2 separate regions of the Mus musculus genome follow, and region 2 is linked to region 1. A link is a contact called in public HiChIP or PLAC-seq data. All regions are on one chromosome and are shown on one strand. The core of a region is the stretch at or near the end of the contact, and the rest is flanking DNA. Distances in the headings are between cores, read along the strand shown.

The links. HiChIP or PLAC-seq counts read pairs in DNA pulled down with a chosen protein or histone mark.
Region 2: an H3K27ac HiChIP or PLAC-seq map of embryonic stem cells shows a contact between it and region 1, with 18 read pairs. The contact joins the promoter of Mapk9 here to the enhancer-like site in region 1. A contact is called at or near these places in 4 of 39 promoter capture datasets (cranial neural crest, frontonasal cranial neural crest, pre-B cells and 1 more), 1 of 15 datasets of contacts at CTCF or cohesin (the NIH/3T3 cell line), 6 of 484 Hi-C or Micro-C datasets (DN3 thymocytes, the G1E-ER4 cell line, the N1E-115 cell line and 2 more), 13 of 115 datasets of contacts at active chromatin or transcription factors (double positive thymocytes, embryonic forebrain, embryonic hindbrain and 5 more) and 3 of 9 other capture datasets (adipose tissue, liver and pancreatic islet).

What each region holds. Positions count from the first base shown.
Region 1 is chr11:49,763,392-49,766,329 of GRCm38.p6, reverse strand. No RefSeq gene overlaps it. Among named protein-coding and RNA genes, the nearest start is that of Gfpt2, 29 kb to the left of the region's middle. Within about 2 kb of position 1,504, at least 139 of the 459 cell types and tissues checked have an H3K27ac peak or open chromatin away from gene starts, as enhancers often do. A contact at or near this core is called in DN3 thymocytes, the N1E-115 cell line, adipose tissue and 5 more, where this site is marked.
Region 2 is chr11:49,845,330-49,848,267 of GRCm38.p6, reverse strand. It overlaps Mapk9 (mitogen-activated protein kinase 9), which reads right to left and starts at 1,517. Exons shown (of 12, transcript NM_207692.2): 1 at 1,293-1,517. Gm36507 (a long non-coding RNA gene) reads left to right here and starts at 1,971. Exons shown (of 4, transcript XR_003949545.1): 1 at 1,971-2,053.

The DNA.
Region 1 (2,938 bases), core at 255-2,754:
GGTATCAGGCCAGGGATGCCCAAGGTTCTGCTATAAAAGAGCATCCATCCCCCAAAGGTGCGGGTTTGACATCCTTTGCCTCCCGCATGGTACCACTGGGAGGTGGTGGAACCTAGTGAGAGGTCTCTAGCACACTCTTCAGATCCCAGCACTTCCTGTCTCTTTGCTTCCTGTTTACTAGGTGGACAGTTGTGTTCCATCATGATAAGCTGCTTTATCAGAGACTCAAGGCGATGAACTGCCTGTTTTTAGACTGTAACCAACAAAAATCACAAGCAGAATAGACATTTCCCAGGGTGGGAGGTCCTCGGTGTGAAAGAGGACTTGTGTAAAGCCTGGGGACCTGGCTTTGGATCCCTAGCCCCATATAAACAGTTGGGCTTGGTTGCCTGCCTGTAATCCCAGCACTGTGCACAGTGTAAGGGAAGGGCAGAGATAGGAGGATCATTGTGGCTGGAGTATGAGTCTGCCTAACTTGGTGATATCTTGGTTCAGTGGGGAACCTGGTCTCAAAAGATAAAGCAAAGAGTGAACCACCACCAGCAACCTCTGGCTTTCGTGTCTATACACAGGAGCACAACACACACCACAGACACAGAGACAAAGAAAAGCCAACTCAGTCTCTTTATACATTAAGACTGAAGGGCTGCAGAGGTGGCTCAGCAGTTAAGAACACTTGCTGCTCTGGGAAAGGGCCTTGGTTGGGTTCCCAGCACCCACACTGAGTGGCTCACAGTTGCCTGTAACTTCAGTTCCAATGGATCTGCCATCTTCCTCTGGCTTCCACAGGTATGGCAAGCAAATGGTGCACATACAGACAAGCAGGTGCACAGGTGCACACACACACACACACACACACACACACACACACACACACACACAGAGAGAGAGAGAGAGAGAGAGAGAGAGAGAGAGAGAGAAAGTTACTTTTAAACAAAGTTCCTGAATAGTTTCTCTGAATTCCAATTTCAATAAACTCCAAATAATCCAACAGTGACATTTTTCTTTTGCATTTTTAAAGTAAAATTATTTTTATTGTAACCAAACAACAACAACAAAGCAAGCAAGAAACCCAAAATGCAGCAAGGAAGACATTCACCAGATAATTCAAAAAGATCTTTCTCAGAAAGTGACTTTGGAGGGGCCCTGATCCCTGGTGTCTATCCTTGGCCCTGATCCCTGGTGTCTATCCTTGGTACAGAATCTATAAACTGGGGAGGAAGCTCACAGAGTCCAGGAGACACTTCTTGGTGACACTTGGAAGCCCCTCCATCCTGCGAAACCGCACCTAGTCCTTGCCAAAATTCTACGATGAACACAGAAACTAGTTTCCAACTTGGAACACTGAGTTCTGAAATGGAGAAGGCCCCTCTTCTGAGAATCGCGGGCTTTTTCTGCTGCTGAAGGCTTTGGCTAAGTTAAGCCCCTCCTCTCACTGGTGAGGAGATCTCCCAGCCCAGCCCCCAGCTCTCAGAGAAAGAACAGAAACCTTGTTCAGCCAAGCTCCAAGTTTGAGCACCTGGCCCTTTCAACTGTGAGTCTGCAGCCAGTGCTGGTGAGCTGGAACAGGAAGGGACCGGAAAGATCTGCCCCTGGGGAGCCTGGAACAAGGGGCAGCCAAGAATGTGCTAGAGAACTCAGCCAGCACCCTGGGAGCAGGGGGGGGACGGAGGGGGGGGGCGGAGGTTGTCAGGGAGGGGAAGTGGGCAGGAGGGAGGGACCCTCACTTCTTCTGGAGTAAAAATGGTTTGCTTGGCAGCCCAGGAGTTTGGTGGGGGCTCTGGTTTTTGGGAGCACATTTTAATACTACTTTCCCTTTAGGGCTCTTCCCAGGGCTTGGGGACCTTGAAGTTGACAGGTCCAAACAGCTGCAGTTCTGATCTATGTGACCTTGCACACATAACCTTGTCTTCTTAACCACACTTTCCTGTCCGTAAAATGGGCTAACATTAATAGTAACCCTGGCAGTGAAGGCAGACCCCTCCAGGCTAGGTCTCTACTGTGGCAGGGGCCACAACTCGCACCCCATGTCAAAGCTCCCTCAGTCCAAGCAATAGTATTCTTGGAGGAGGAAGGGAGTGTGAGGTTTGTTCCTCTCTCCCTCCAAGGCTCCAGCTCTGCATGCCCACGTGGGCACTCTCATGTGACTTGACCCTCTGGCCTTCTCTTCTCTGGCTGCCCTAGCCTGTGGTCTATTCTCAGTCACCTGCTCCAACACTTCTGAGTTGTTTGTTCAGATTGGAGGAGGGTCCCAGAAAGGCAAAGATCTTCATCACCCAAGGTCCACCATGGACCTCGGTGGAGGTTCTCCTTTGCAAGGATGCAGAGTTGTAGGCAGGGGGCCTGCAGGATCCCTCGCCTCTGCTGACTAGCCAGCTCAGACCAACACTATTCCCTTCCTTCTGTGAAAAGATCTGCAGCCCCTCAAACCCACACATTTACTCATTTTCCTGTTCTCCCTCTCAAGCCTCCAGGACACCCCAACCCTCACCCCAGCTCACTGTTTCTCTGGGGTAGGACTGTGAATCCTTTCATGCCCTCACCCCAGGGTTTAACTGGCTGTGCAGACAGCCAGAGGCCCCTGCTGTTCATTAATGACTTCCAGACACAGCATGGAGCTCAGCTGGACAAGGCAGAGCAATAGGAGGCCAGGCTGGGGAAGCAGGGAGTGGAGAGAGCTACCAGCCTTGAGAAGACACTGGAGACACAGGCTCCTGTAAGGAAGATGCAGTTGTGTCTGCTGAGCTGCAGGGGTTGCCTTTGGCTCCCTCATTAATACTATCTAGTGTTCCTTGTGGCCATCCTTGGGCACTGTGGCTTGCATTGCCCTGCATCTCATCTCATCTGCCTCCCTCAGTATATACCTCCTGTAGGGGATGCCCCCCCCTTACTCCTCCTCAGATCTCCTCTTGGTAACTCTGTGTCCATGGTCCTTGGG
Region 2 (2,938 bases), core at 268-2,767, 82 kb before region 1:
ATGGGGCTCCTGGACTCTCTGGGGGACGGTACCCTGTTGCTATCTCCTTTGTGTCCCCAGAGCCCAGCAGAAAGCATGACCTAGATAATACAGAATCCAGTAGATAACTCCTGAATGTGTGGAAGGAAGCCAGAGCAAAACTCTTACCAAAACGTATTTTTTTTATCACAAATTGTTCTGACAGCTACTAGAAAGAGATTAAAAACATGAAAATATTTCACAAAGTGAGAATCAGCGTCTGTTTGCTTACAAGTTTCACAAGTTAAAGTCACCAACAAAATGGACAAAGCAGAGATAATAATAGGCAGGGATGGTCTTACTGTTCATTCACTGATCTGACTTTACAGATGAAACAACTACCTGTACTCACCATGCTATACAAAAAGGACGGGGCAATAAATCAGATAGCATCAATCCAGAGTAGGTACTGGATGGAAAATTAAAGAAACTGATGAGCGAGAATGACTAAGCGAGGGAAAAGGGTGGTCAAGCTAGGTAGGCCTCGCCTATAACAAGACACTGAACCACAGGAGGAAGCGATGTGAGAGAAGACAGCTGGGTAAAAATCTTATAGACAACTCTGAACATAGAGAAATCGAAGTGCAAAGGTCCTGAGGTAAATAAATGATTTTGGCATGCCCAAGGCAGGTGAGCTTAGGATAGGAGAGCAGAGATCTGCTTCTGTTAAGAGGGGAAGGAGTGGCGGAGGAGGTGGGCAGGGCCCACTCTGGCTTTGCTGGGCACTGAAGATGAATGACAAGGCTCGGGAGGGGGGGCAGAAGTGGGGGAGGACTCTAAGCGGATGAGGGGGAGTTCCTACGACACTCACATCAGCAAGGGAGCATTTATTTACCCACTCAGATGCTCTCAAATGTGCGCCTTAGGCTTCTCTGCCCTAACGCTTTGAGACAGTTACACTGCCCGTTAACAACCCCGACCAAACCCTAGACATTCTACCATTACTCCCGAGGGGAAAGCAGAGGGCCAGTGAGGGTCGCAGTCACCGCCAAGGTCGCGGGGACCAGAGCTCAGGCTCCAGGGCATGCAGCGGGGTGCAGCGACGTGCCTCACAGCTGGAGGAAAGGCGCCCACAGATCCCTGCGGGCAGGTCTGCTGGGGCCCGGCCAGACAGCCGGCCTGCAGCCCTGGGGCTGCACACACCAGGCGGGAGAGAACGACCGCGGAACCGTGGATAGCCGGGCAGTACCGAGCAGTCCACCCCCTGAGCCCCGCACCCCAGGCCCTGCGTGGCCCGAGCAGCCCCGCCAGGCCTAGCCGCCCGCCCGGCTCACCTCGGCTCCGCGCCGCCGCGCCGGAGGCAGAGGGAGGGCACGCTGGCGGCGATGCGTTCTGGCGGCACCCAGCTCCACGACCTGGACCCGGTCGCCCCGCCCCGCTCTGCTCCGCCCCGTCGCCGTCGCAGTGGGTGTGAGGGGCGCGGGGCGCTGCGACCCTTCCGGTCCGGTTCCCTTCTGCTCCGCTGCTGCCACCGCCGCCGCCGCCGCCGCGGCGCTCAGTCTGACGGATTCTTAGGCCAGCCAATCAGAACTAGGATATCCAGACAGGCGGGACCAATTGAGACTGGGGGTGGGCAAGGCTGGGCAGTACGGGCGTGGCTGGAGGCTGGGTGTGGGCGGGGCCAGTGGCGCGCTCTGGATGCCCTAGTGCAGAGTGGCGCCCCCTAGGCGGCTCGCCGTCTGACCGTCTGCTTGCTGGAAGAGCGTCCGCCAGTGTGCACAGAGTTAGGGATCCAGGTCAAGCTAGGACCGTCTCCTGAGCCCGCCCTCCAGGGCCAGGAGACCCGCATGCGCCGGAGAGGGTGGGCCAAGGGGAGCCAGAGCCGGGGAGGGGCGAGGCGTGACTTTGCGACTACAGTGTAGGAGCCATTGTCAGGCCTCGGTTGTAGCAGGTGCAAATGGAGAGGCGACTTGGAAAAGGACTAAAGACAGCCGGGTTAGACAAGAGTTCTGGGCATGATCAAGGACTTGAAGCCTGGGAACCTGGAGTACAACGGCCCCGGAGGAAGAACCAGGACAAGCCGCGGGGCCTTGGGGTTTGTTTTTCACTAAGGCAGATGCCACACTGAATGGGATCATAACAGGGGTGCGGCCAGATGTCCAGAAGGTGGGGGTTGGGGAGACGGTGACCATGACCCTGATGAGTCAGTGACGGGTATAGCCTAAAGAGGCCTCTTATAAGAGACAAGTTTCTGCTTTGGTGTAGAGGGGTGAGGAGGGTGTCCGTCCAGTGCTGAAGGGCTTCTAGACAGTGGGTCTTTAACACTGCTGCTTTTGTTGACGCTTCTGCAGACCTCTGGCTCTCAAGTAGGTTCCAGAAGGTCTGAGGTGAATCAGATGTTTGGAAAACTCAGAATTTGGGATTCTGACTACTCTGTGTTTTGATAGAGAGGCTGCAAGTGAGACAGGGACGTTGAACACACTGAGGGAAGCTACGAACAGGTTAGGCTGAGGACTGGTCAATAAGGGATTGGAAAAATGGAGACAGTAGTTGACAAGTGGTGTCTATGGTGGTAGAGCTGTAGTCACAAGATGCCAAGGAGGAGCCAGGGAGAAGGACTCTGCGTATAGGAAGATCAAGAGACTAGGAGGCCCCATGAATCTCCGCAGAATTTGAAGAGAGCTGTGACTCTGGTTTCAAGCACTGAACTAGGGTGGTGGAGGCTCAGAGGAGCAGTAGGGTCGAGAAGGGGATCCAGACAATCACAGTGTCTCTGTCCTATTCTGCTTTTATATTGGTGTGACAAGGCACAATGACCAGAAAGCACTTCGGGGAGGAGAGGGTTTATTTTGGATTAGAACTCTGAGGTCACACTCCATCGTTAAAGGAAGTAGGAAACTCAAGGCAGGAACCAAAGCAGAGGAAGTGGGGGAACGCAGCTCACTAGGTCAGGGATGGAACTGCCTCCAGTGTGCTAGGC